Linked DNA regions of Mus musculus: region 2 is linked to region 1. The links are chromatin contacts, called in public promoter capture Hi-C maps. All regions are on one chromosome and are shown on one strand. Each heading gives the region's core, a stretch centred on a gene start, on an enhancer-like site or on the middle of the called end of the contact. The rest is flanking DNA. Distances are from core to core; before and after follow the strand shown.

Region 1 (5,279 bases), core at 1,814-4,313:
AAGCAGAGGCCTGACAGAAGCAGAGGCCTGACAGAAGCAGAGGCCTGACAGAAGCAGAGGCCTGCAGCCAGGGCCCTGTGGTACTGAGGCTCTAGCCTCTGACTAGATCGTCTTGAGTGACCAGTGCTACTCGGTTCAGAACTTTACCTCTCACTCAAATCCAGAACCTTGCTCTAGTTTGGATAAGCAAGCAAAAACACAGCCTCTAGGGTGTTGATTCCTATGTCTGAAAACACTGTAATGAAGCCCCTTAGCCCCTAGCTTTAAAAATGAATTACAGATACACACACACAGTAGAGACATATGTCCCCGAGCTGTCAAAGCCTCCCCACTAGGGCTGGAGCGGCAGGAGAGTGCCCTAAAGCCACTGGACGGAACAGCCAAGGAAGGCTGAGTGACCCTGCGTGAGCTCCAAGGAGGCTCCAATGTGCAAGACATTGGTGGAGACGATAAAAACAGGAAACACCACCGGACCCTGGTGACGCACACCTTTAATTCCAGCACTCGGGAGGCAGAGGCAGGTGGAATTTGAGTTCAAGACCAGCCTAGTCTACAGAAGGAGTTCCAGGACATCCAGGGCTACACAGAGAAACCCTGTCTCAACAAACAAACAAATGGAAATACAGTCTCACCCTCAGGTGGCCTTCAGTACTTTGGGAAGACAAAGCTCTATGGTGATTGCTGGTAATACAAGAGTTATGGAGCAGAGAAAGAGTGCTTTAAATGGCGTTCCTTAGCAGAGTAGAATCTAACTCCTGGATTCTGAAAACAGCAACCACTAGTTATGGATCTCTTTTACTGTACCCTCCTCCCTTTTCTCTTCTGTCCTTCCCATTGCCCTTAATTGTAGGAGGGGGGCACGGTGAACAAGACTTTCTTCTCGACACTTAGAAGGCTGAGGTTCTTCCTCTACGGTAATCTGAATAATCCAAAACTTGTCAGGCAGGCTGCAGTAAGGACATCTGGATGAATCACCTCATCCTAATGCAGGCTTAGCATCCCTCATTAAAAATTCTGAGACTGAGTGCCAACATGATCCTACAAGTAGGAGATGCTACACTCGACTCCAAGTGTCATGGTCAAATGCGGGCACGCTAGAACGATCATATAACCAGCCTTTAGGATATGGGAAGAAATGAAATGAAACATAAATGAATTTTCTGTTTAGACTCGGGTCCCTTCCCTTACATACCACATTGAAACCTCTAATGTCACAAACACTAGAGTCCCAAGCCGTCTGGATGAGGGATGTTCAGCTTGTAACATGGAAGCCGCCTGTGACCAGCTAAGTCCTTGCAGTAGTTCTGTTGCCAGGCTTAACACATTTAGAAGTTAAGAGGATCTGACCTAAGCTTAAGAGATTAGTCTATATATCCTGGACAATTAGTAAATTCCCAGTAATCATTAAGTCTTGTCATTTGAACAAACCATAGACACTTTTAATGGAGCCATTTCAGCGAGGCTGAGAAATGTCTGTTTCCTAAAGGTGTCAGGTAAGCAGGGGGTGTGGGAGAAGCGAGCAGGTTCTCTCAAAGTCAGCGGAAACCACTTACCCAGGGTTTTCCTTATCAGGTAGAGCTGATCCACGTCAGATTTTCCTGGCCATAGAGGCACTCCGGACAGTAACTCAGCAAACACACAGCCAATTGCCCAGACATCTACAGGGGGACCATACTGCGTGTCTCCCACTAGCAGCTCGGGTGAGCGGTACCACCGGGTGGCCACGTAGTCCGTGTAGTAGTCACCTGGTCCAGCTGGCCGGTGCAGAAACGTGGAAAACAGATCAGTGGAAGCCCGGAGTCAAAACTGAGCAGGGAAAAACCTAAGAAATGAAGCTTTTCCGAATCACCATTCTCAGTGCTAGCTGCTGGTTGTCATCACTTGGCTGTAGGATGTTTTAAATTACTGATACTTGGGCTTCCTCCCGGCCCAATTAATCCGAACACTTGGAGAGGGCCCAAGGCTACCCGCATACTTTTTAAAAGTTCCTTGGGTGTTAATCTATAGCCAAGATTAAAAGGCATTCATCTGAAGTATTAATTCTGGTAAGTATTGTTTGGGGGGTTGGAGAAGGCAGGAGATTAGCAGGCTTTATAATAACTTTTGTGCTACAATTTACATATAGCATACATATCTAAATTGTTGTGTATTTATACATTTTTCAAGTTATATTTCATTACAAGATTTGGCAGGAACCGTAATTTGTTGCAAGATTATTCCCGGGGCAGAATACAAGAACCAGCTTTCTGTAGTATGGAAACCAGCTGTCCCAGCAAGAATGTTCCTTTTACATTGAAGAAGCCGTGGGTACTCACTGAGAAGCCGTGCGAACCCAAAGTCACAGAGCTTAATGGCTGACTGTTTGGTGATGAGAATATTTTCCGGCTTCACGTCTCTGTGTATGCACTGGTTAGAAACAAACAAACAAACAAAACAAAATGTCATGAAGGTGCAACTCTAATATCTGCCACGAGTAAAGGGCTGGAATATTTAGCAGATATTGGATATATCAGTTTAATCTGCCATTGACCTGTTGGATACTAAAACAGCAGACTAAAATAAACCTAGTTCCATACCTACAGACAGAATCATTTCAAATTCTTGAGTGGCCACAAAAACCAAGAAGTGTGATAGGAAAAATGACTGTCAAGAGCCAGACTCAGCAAATAAAAACACGTGAGATACCTAGTTACGTTTGGATTTCAGATAAACGACTTTTTTTTTCAGTGCTGGGCATCAGTCCAGAACCTTAGCCGAGCACGCCACCTGACCTCCACCTCCAACCCAACTAAAATGTTAAGTATATCTCAAACAGTCTGCATTAGAAAAAGGAACTTTATATTTAACTAGGCATCACCCCTAACCTGCCTGCTGTCTATGAAGGGGGAAAGGACCGAAAGGCTTTGAGGCTTCAGCCTGTGGCAAGAACGACAGACAGATTGGAGCAGAAGCCCGGTTCACTGGAAGGCGGCTTGCTCGCTCGGTAAACAAGACAAGCCCTGGGCCTGCTGAGATAAGCTGGGAGAGAGAGGGCTGGAAGCTCGTGTGCCTGCCAAAAGATCGCCCTTCCAGCTCTGACATTTGTCCTGACAAGATAAACAAGAGCTGGCTGCGGCCTCGCCGTCCGGGGTGCGTCGTGGTCGCTAGGTGTCAGCTCTGTCCCACAGCACAGAGGAGCCCAGCGGGAGACTCTTGCATCCTGCCTCACCCGCTGGTATCAAGCTACATTCTTTAAGAGGGTGAAGCCACTACCAAGAGGAGCGCTTGAGGACTCCCACGGGACTTTCTTATTAAATGACAATGTCTTTGATAGATAGACAGATAAATAAATAAATAAATAAATAAATAAAATCTCTTAAGTCAACAACTTTTAATCAACGGTTAACATTTAAAATTGAGTTGGGACAAAATATTACTCCGGGTTCTTTGTGACCCCTCCCTTTTCCCAAGGGTTTTCCTCTCTGCTGGGAAACGCTGGGTCTTTCTGCCGCCCCAGTGACTGTTGGCCTGGAGCCTGCAACTCTTGAGGGTTCCTTGACCCCAGAATCCGGAAAGAGGACAGAGGCTCTTCGTGGGCGCAGCAATTCCCACTCCAAGGGACTTTTAGGGCGAGAGAGCAACGTTAGTGTTTCCCATCAGCATTATTATTCTGGAAAAAAAAAATGGAGGCGGGGTGGGGTGGATAAATTACCTTATAACCTACCTATCTGGTTCTCAGTAATCGATGGCCCTGGGCTCTGAAGTCTTTCACCAGCCATTTTGCATTTTGCTATAAATAGGTCCTTCCATGAATGTCGTGATGACATATGGGCAGAAGGACTCAGAAACAAGAATGTGCTCCACCCCCCCCCCCTTTGTTTGGGAATTCTTTCCAAGCTCAGCACCCTCCCCCCATCAGCCCCCCCCCCCCCCAGCACGTGGAGCCCAGCAGCGTCTGCGGCTCTCCAGAGAGCTGTGGTATGCACTGTATTTATCTTCACTTTCCTCAGATCTCCCCCACCAGGGCTGGCTGGCGAGCTTTCTCGTTCTTTCTGCCCCCTCCTCTCCCCTTCCCTCTGTATCCTCCAGCCCCACTATCTGTCCTGCCACCCTTATGCTGAAACTTGTTTGTTGGGAAAGTGCTAATCACCGATCAAAGCGTCTAGCATCCACTCGTCCTGCCTTAAAATGACTGTTTTCACTGTAAGGAGTCAAACCCAAGGCTTCATGCAGGCAAGGCAAGAGGTCTAACCATGGAGCGACACTCCAGCTCTGATAAGGATTCTAGGCTTCCGATAATGAAAGCCAAAATAATGACTGTTCCCGTGTTTTCTCCTTGTAAGCAGCTTCAGGAAAACTTACTTGGGGCAAGCTCAGAGGGGATTTAACCCCTCGGGCCTGGGTGACCAATAACTGGAGTCCAGTGAAACTCTAAAATTCCCTTCTGGGATTTTGAGTGTTTTTAGTGGTTGGACTCTGATTCCACCCCCCCACACACACACCTTTTTCTTTTCTGCTATATTGATTAATTGGTTGGTTGATTGATCGCAGTACTGGGAATCAAACTCAAGGGCTCATTCATTCTGAGTACTTGACCACACAACTGGGAGCCAGCCCAGGAAGCTGGCTTCCATGTGTAGAAAGGGGGCAGCTCTGTGTGGGGTGAGAGAGGAGAGCAGATTTTTCAGCATCTATGAAGCCATGTCACATGGGCAGTCTCCTACAGTGGCTCCCCCCGCACCCCCCCCCCCGCACCCGGCCCCCCGCCCTCCCCCCAGTCCAGCTGTGGCAAAAAGGACCAGACGCCCATTTAACACTCCTATCTCACCAGGGCAGACACTAGGACTTGGCGCCTAGGACTCCACCCATTGTAACTGCAGCAAGCATCTGGAGTTACCTCTTCCAGTTCAAAGTCTTTTGGGGAAACCAATCCAATAATACAGACTCTCTAAGTAAATGGGGTTCCTTCTTCCTCACATTTTACAAATTAAAAACAAAAACCAAAAACAAAAAACGACTAGTTTTTTTAAAATGATTTTTATAATGTATGTTTCCATAAGATCTGCCATCTTTAAGTTCCTTACTCCCCTCCGCCCCCAGGCTTAGGAAGATTTTCATGGAAAAAAACGTATACCCACAAAGGTGGGGTATGAACTTTGAATAAGGCTCGGTTTTGGCTCAAGAGAAGAAGCCACCTGGGTGTTCAAAGGGGGTCGGGACACTTACGTTATGTTTATGGCAGAAATTTACAGCCTGCAGTGTCTGCCAAGTTATGTTCTTCACGAGAGGCTCTGGTACCC
Region 2 (5,279 bases), core at 1,755-4,254, 180 kb after region 1:
TGTCAACTGTTTACTTGGACAGTTCTGGGCCAGTACAAGATCCTGTCTCAAAAACCAAATGAACAGCTCCTGAGAAATGACACCTAAAGCTGTTTGCTGGTTTCTACATGCATGTTAACACACTTGCAACTCACCACCACACAGAAACACATGTACCTGCACATGCACTAACATACACCAAACACATACATTTAAACAAGCAAGCAATCAAGCAAACAAAACAAAGCAAAAAACTCCTGAGACTGGAGAAATGACTCAGTTCTTCCATGAAGAACTGCTGCTGCTCTTCCAGAGGACCTGTTCCCAGCACCCACAGATGTGGCTCCAGTTCCAGAGGCTCCAGCGGCCTCTGTTGACCTCCCTGGGTATTGCATGCACATGATACTAAGGCATAAATGCAGGCAAAACCATTTATATACATAAAATTTTTAAAAACGCCACAGTTTTAGCTGAATGAATCAACAATGGCTTCTTAAACATTAAAGGATGGGTTGAAATTGAAATGAGAACCTTATTAAGCAGTAACATCCAAAGTCTTTGAATAAAATTTGAGATTAAAGCAACTAAATTCAAAACAAAAGGATACTTACTATGCATCATATAATTAAAAGGGAAGAGGCAAATATGTATAATACATGCATTATATACATATATAATAAAATAATACTATAACAATGTGCTCAGGACATTAGTGACATAATTCATATTTAGAGTAGAAAAATACCTAAGAATGAGGCTGGAGAGATGACTCTGCAGATGGCACTGGCTGTTCTAGAAGACTCAAGTTTTATTCCCATTATGTAAATGGTGTTTCACAACCATCTGAAATGCCAATTCCAGGGGATTCCATTCTGTCTTCTAGCTTCTGTGGATACAAGGCACTTAAGTGGCACTCAGACATACATACAGGCAAAATGCTCATGTGTATAAAATAATTTTTAAAATAGAAAATGACAGCATAAAATAGCTTTTAGATGGTATTTCAGTTTACTTAACAAATTGTAATAACTGTTCCTTGCAAGGCCCAAGAAACAAACTCTCAGCAGTGATACACAGATTATAATCTATGATAAGAGGTAATGAGATCTCTCTGGGTGACCTTGCTTATTTTTCTATTGTTTTAGTCACTGCAAGGCCTCCCATAGTAAGTCTAGCAATCCAGCAGGAGCCATTTGATGGTATCTGTCCCATAAATAACAAGGTTCTTTACATTAACTGTAGCTTTAAAAGGTGCAGTTGAAAGCTTTCTTTTGATCAAAACCAATGTCTGATTCCTGAGGCCCTGGTGAAAAATCTCTGGTCACATGTGAGGGGTGAGTTATTGCTGTTGATGGCTGTGAATGTTGCTTCCTTGATCATTTGAGCTTCCATGAACCATGCCTGGCTCCACACTGGTCTGCACTGGGTGAACAAATCCTTGGATCTGGGTCTGTGTGACTAATTGGAGGTATTTTTCAGATTATCAAATGTTATTTAAAGTTCATTCTAAATCCAACTTCAAACAATTCTGAATTTTACTAATGTTCTCAGGCAAATGTAAGCACTGGTTTCTTGTGACTCTCACAGAGCTCTCAGATGGCAATAACAGTGTTTATCATTGGGTCCACGCTGAGAAGATCCTCTCTTCAACTGGAATATGGGCTCCAAGATGCCCTCTGTTCTACCATTAAATGCTCTCCTTGGCTATCACAGTCCCAGAGCTTACTATTTAGCCAGTTTATACCCTCTAATTATGTAGGTTGCAAAGTAGACATATTCCGCAACTGATTAACAGTCTCAAGATTTACTTGGGTCAATATTGTATATGCTGATGCATGTCCGTATGGCAGATGTGTTTAGTAGCCAGTCTAAAAAAAGCTTATATAGCTGTCATAAACTTAAAGAGTGGCCATGGTATTTCTGAACCCTGATCTCTTTAGGCCAGACCTCTAAGTATACCTGCTGACTTCTAGGCCTTTCTGAGCCTGGTGACCCGAGACAGGTGGGAAGTGCTGGCACTGTACATACCCAGCAGACAGCGCCTACAGCAAATTAGATGCTCTAATTAGAAAATTAGAGGCATTAAGTCCTTAAAAAGGAAAAGCTTTCCCGGGCATGAGCATCACTCACTCTCGGAGGCCTTGACTCTTTCTCAGATGTGTAGCTGAGGGCTGCTGACATTCAGTCTCTTACTGCTCATCTCAGTGTTAGTTCTTTATTTTCCCAGTTACTTCTTCCTAGTCTTTTCCAGCGTTCTCTCTCTCTTTTATAAATTGAATCCAGGACCTTACACACACTAGGGAAGAAAGTCCTCTTCCCAAGGTGCTTCCTGGCCCTCCCACAGTGCCCTTATTAACCATTTTCATATTCTCAAATCCCACCATTTCAACTTCAGAGCAGGACTTAATCTCCTCTGGGAGATAAGAGAAACGTTTTTTTCACACTCATGTGAGTGGAGACATAGTCACGATCTAATCAGTCTCAGGACTCATTGAAGCTGGAAGTTGCTGTGTGTGTGGTGTAGTAAGGAAACAATGTGCATGGTGTAGTAAGGAAACAATGTACATGGTGTAGTAAGGAAACAATGTACATGGTGTAGTAAGGAAACAATGTACATGGTGTAGTAAGTAAACAATGTACATGGTGTAGTAAGGAAACAATGTACATGGCACAGTCAGATGGTTTGAATCACTGCCAAGGAATTTTGCAAGCCACTTTGGTACAAAACATTCTTGGGCAAAAATCTATACTGATTGGAGCTGCCAAATAATACCAGAGAAGTACATGACCTCTCTGAGAAAAGAGAGGCTACTGTCTGCCCACTAGGGGTGGGGAGGGATTGGTGTGTGATGGGACCACAGGGAAGGACAGCTGCCTGGGACCCTCCCTATGTTCTGTCAAGAGAGCAGAGGTGACCCCAGAGTTTCATGAAATTCGTGTTACATATCTGGAAACACAGAGTTAGGTCAAGGTTCAGGTCAAAGTTCTCTTGGTTTCCACATTTAGGTTATGGGATGTAACTGCTAGACAAAGATGACAACTGAGCCAGTGCTCCTTCTGTGCCAGGCCCAGTGCAAACCATGTTTTGTACATTATACAGACCAGTGTTCACTGGTAGTGCTGTTACTTCTCAATTTCTTTCTCATTTTATCCAAGGAGGAAGTGGCTAATCAGAGTACTTTATAAGCTTAAGACTGCTTATATATACCATGATAGCACAGAGCTAATCTCTGACTAGGTCACGGGTCTGAGGCCTTGAATCCAGCCACCATCTTCTCTTTCTGTTCTTTATCCCTAGCGCTTACTAAACTATAATTTGTGATCTTGTATTTTAGTGACTATATCCCACCTTATTAGTTAACCTGTAGGTCTGAAGGACAGCAGCTTTGTAATTTGCTCTTTTTACCCTCTCACAAACAATGACTAATAGTCAACATTGTCCACTAATGGTCATGGAACATACATTAAGATTTGCACATAATTTTCATATAAGGAAATCTACTGAGTACAGAATCTGAGTCTGAAATTCACTGACTCTAGAGTGCTGCCCCTCAGTTCATCTTGCTGTCTAGAACGCTCCATCCTGTATTCTCTCTGCTCAGTTTCTCTCCAGCAGACATGCTCTCTGTGGAGTTCCTTCTTTCCAATAACCTCTGAGGAAGCTCCTCTCTTGAAGGGCCTCATAACAAAGGAGTGACCACACTACCCAAGTCTACTTAAAACAGCTGGCTCAGAGGCTGTGGAAGTTGAATTTAAACCTTGGTTCATAGCTGAGTTTTAAGAAATTTTATGTAGTTCCAAAAGACAGAAATGGGCTGTAGACTTCTTCAGTATTTTAGTAGATATGCACTGTCTCCTTTCCAACTAGTCTACTAGTTAAACCCTCAGGTGGAAAAAATGATTAGGCCAGGTGTGGTGTGGAAATGTCTTTAAAAGCTGCAGGCTTTAGGGGGCAGAGGCAGGCAGGTCTCTATGAATTCAAAGCCACCTGGTCTACATATTGTGTTCTAAGCCAGCCAAGGCTACATAGTGAGATAGTGAGATCCTGTCTTTAAAAAACAACAACATGAGAGAGAGAGAGAGAGAGAGAGAGAGAGAGAGAGAGAGAGAGAGAGAGAGAGAGAGAGAGAGAGAGAGAGAGAAAAGCATTGAAAAGCATTGAGAGCCTTCATCATGCATCAAGTCAGGTTCAGGGAACTCATGGTGGCTGGGGTCAGCCTGTTCTTCACCCTTGAACCACACAGCATGCTTCAACAGAACGCACCCTGTAAGACCAACACTACCCATTCTTGGCTTTGTAACCCACAAAACAAGGTCATCAGTTTGTTTCCCACAGAATGAGTCTTGCTTATGGGCTGGCTATCACCAGCTGTTGATGGGAGCAAGCTGTTGTATATATGGTCCTTTCTAGTCTTTTTCTCTACTTGGAACAGAAGTTAAAACTGAAATTGATTGATTAAACACATTAAAGACTAGTTCAGATTTTTTCATTTAATCTTTATTTATTTACACTCCAGATTTTATTCCCCCCACCTCCATCCACCCTCCAATGTTCCACATCCCATACCTTCTTCCCACCCCCTGTCTCCACGAGGATGTTCCCACCACCCACCCCCACCCTACCAGATCTCTAAACTCCCTGGAGCCTACAGTCTCTTGAGGGCTAGGTGCATCATCTCTGACTGAACCCGGACCCGGCAGCCCTCTGCTGTATATGTGTTGGGGGCCTCATATCAGCTGGTATATGGTGCCTGGTTGATGGTCCAGTGTCTGAGAGATATCGGGGGTCCAGGTTAGTTGGGACTGCTGGTCCTCCTACATGGTTGCCCTCCTCCTCGGCTTCTTCCAGGTTTTCCCTAATTCAACCATGTTGACCAATGATTCTAAATCAGTTTTTCCTTCTGAGGATATGATTAATTTCACATATTTTATAATGGATGTGCACATAAATTTAGCATTAGCTTTCCAGATCATTAGAATCATTTTAAGTATTTTATATGGACATCAACACATGTATTGACATATTCCATATACTGATAACATTGATAGAGCTACCCATGTTCATTGTACTTCAATCATTTATACTCAACTTCTTTTATTATTATATCAAATTACTTAAGAAATAAATAGGAGACAGAAGGAGAGATAAGAGGAAGTCTGAGAAGGCTAAGAAGTAAAGAGTCAAACATATCCTTAAAAGCAGGTGCCTAGGCTTACCATCAACTTTGCTCATCTGTAGCAGGACGAACATTACTCACGGAATGCAGTGTTATGCAGTGGTGACTATGAATGATAGGGGT

What was found. Capture Hi-C pulls out chosen DNA fragments and counts their contacts.
Region 2: a promoter capture Hi-C map of adipose tissue shows a contact between it and region 1. The contact joins two enhancer-like sites. A contact is called at or near these places in 2 of 39 promoter capture datasets (the HPC-7 cell line and hematopoietic stem and progenitor cells), 3 of 15 datasets of contacts at CTCF or cohesin (the G1E-ER4 cell line and embryonic stem cells), 6 of 484 Hi-C or Micro-C datasets (all in embryonic stem cells), 5 of 115 datasets of contacts at active chromatin or transcription factors (embryonic stem cells, epiblast stem cells, extraembryonic endoderm stem cells and 1 more) and 4 of 9 other capture datasets (adipose tissue, embryonic stem cells, liver and 1 more).

Annotation. Positions count from the first base shown.
Region 1 is chr12:69,754,893-69,760,171 of GRCm38.p6, forward strand. Cdkl1 (cyclin-dependent kinase-like 1 (CDC2-related kinase)) reads right to left here. Exons shown (of 10, transcript NM_183294.2): 4 at 5,206-5,278; 5 at 2,316-2,406; 6 at 1,554-1,754. Among named protein-coding and RNA genes, the nearest start is that of Mir681, 6.4 kb to the right of the region's middle. RefSeq lists an enhancer at 2,517-4,370. Within about 2 kb of position 3,064, at least 121 of the 459 cell types and tissues checked have an H3K27ac peak or open chromatin away from gene starts, as enhancers often do. A contact at or near this core is called in adipose tissue and liver, where this site is marked.
Region 2 is chr12:69,939,152-69,944,430 of GRCm38.p6, forward strand. All of the region lies in intron 7 of Atl1 (atlastin GTPase 1), which reads left to right. Among named protein-coding and RNA genes, the nearest start is that of Gm52003, 31 kb to the right of the region's middle. Within about 2 kb of position 3,005, at least 8 of the 459 cell types and tissues checked have an H3K27ac peak or open chromatin away from gene starts, as enhancers often do. A contact at or near this core is called in adipose tissue and liver, where this site is marked.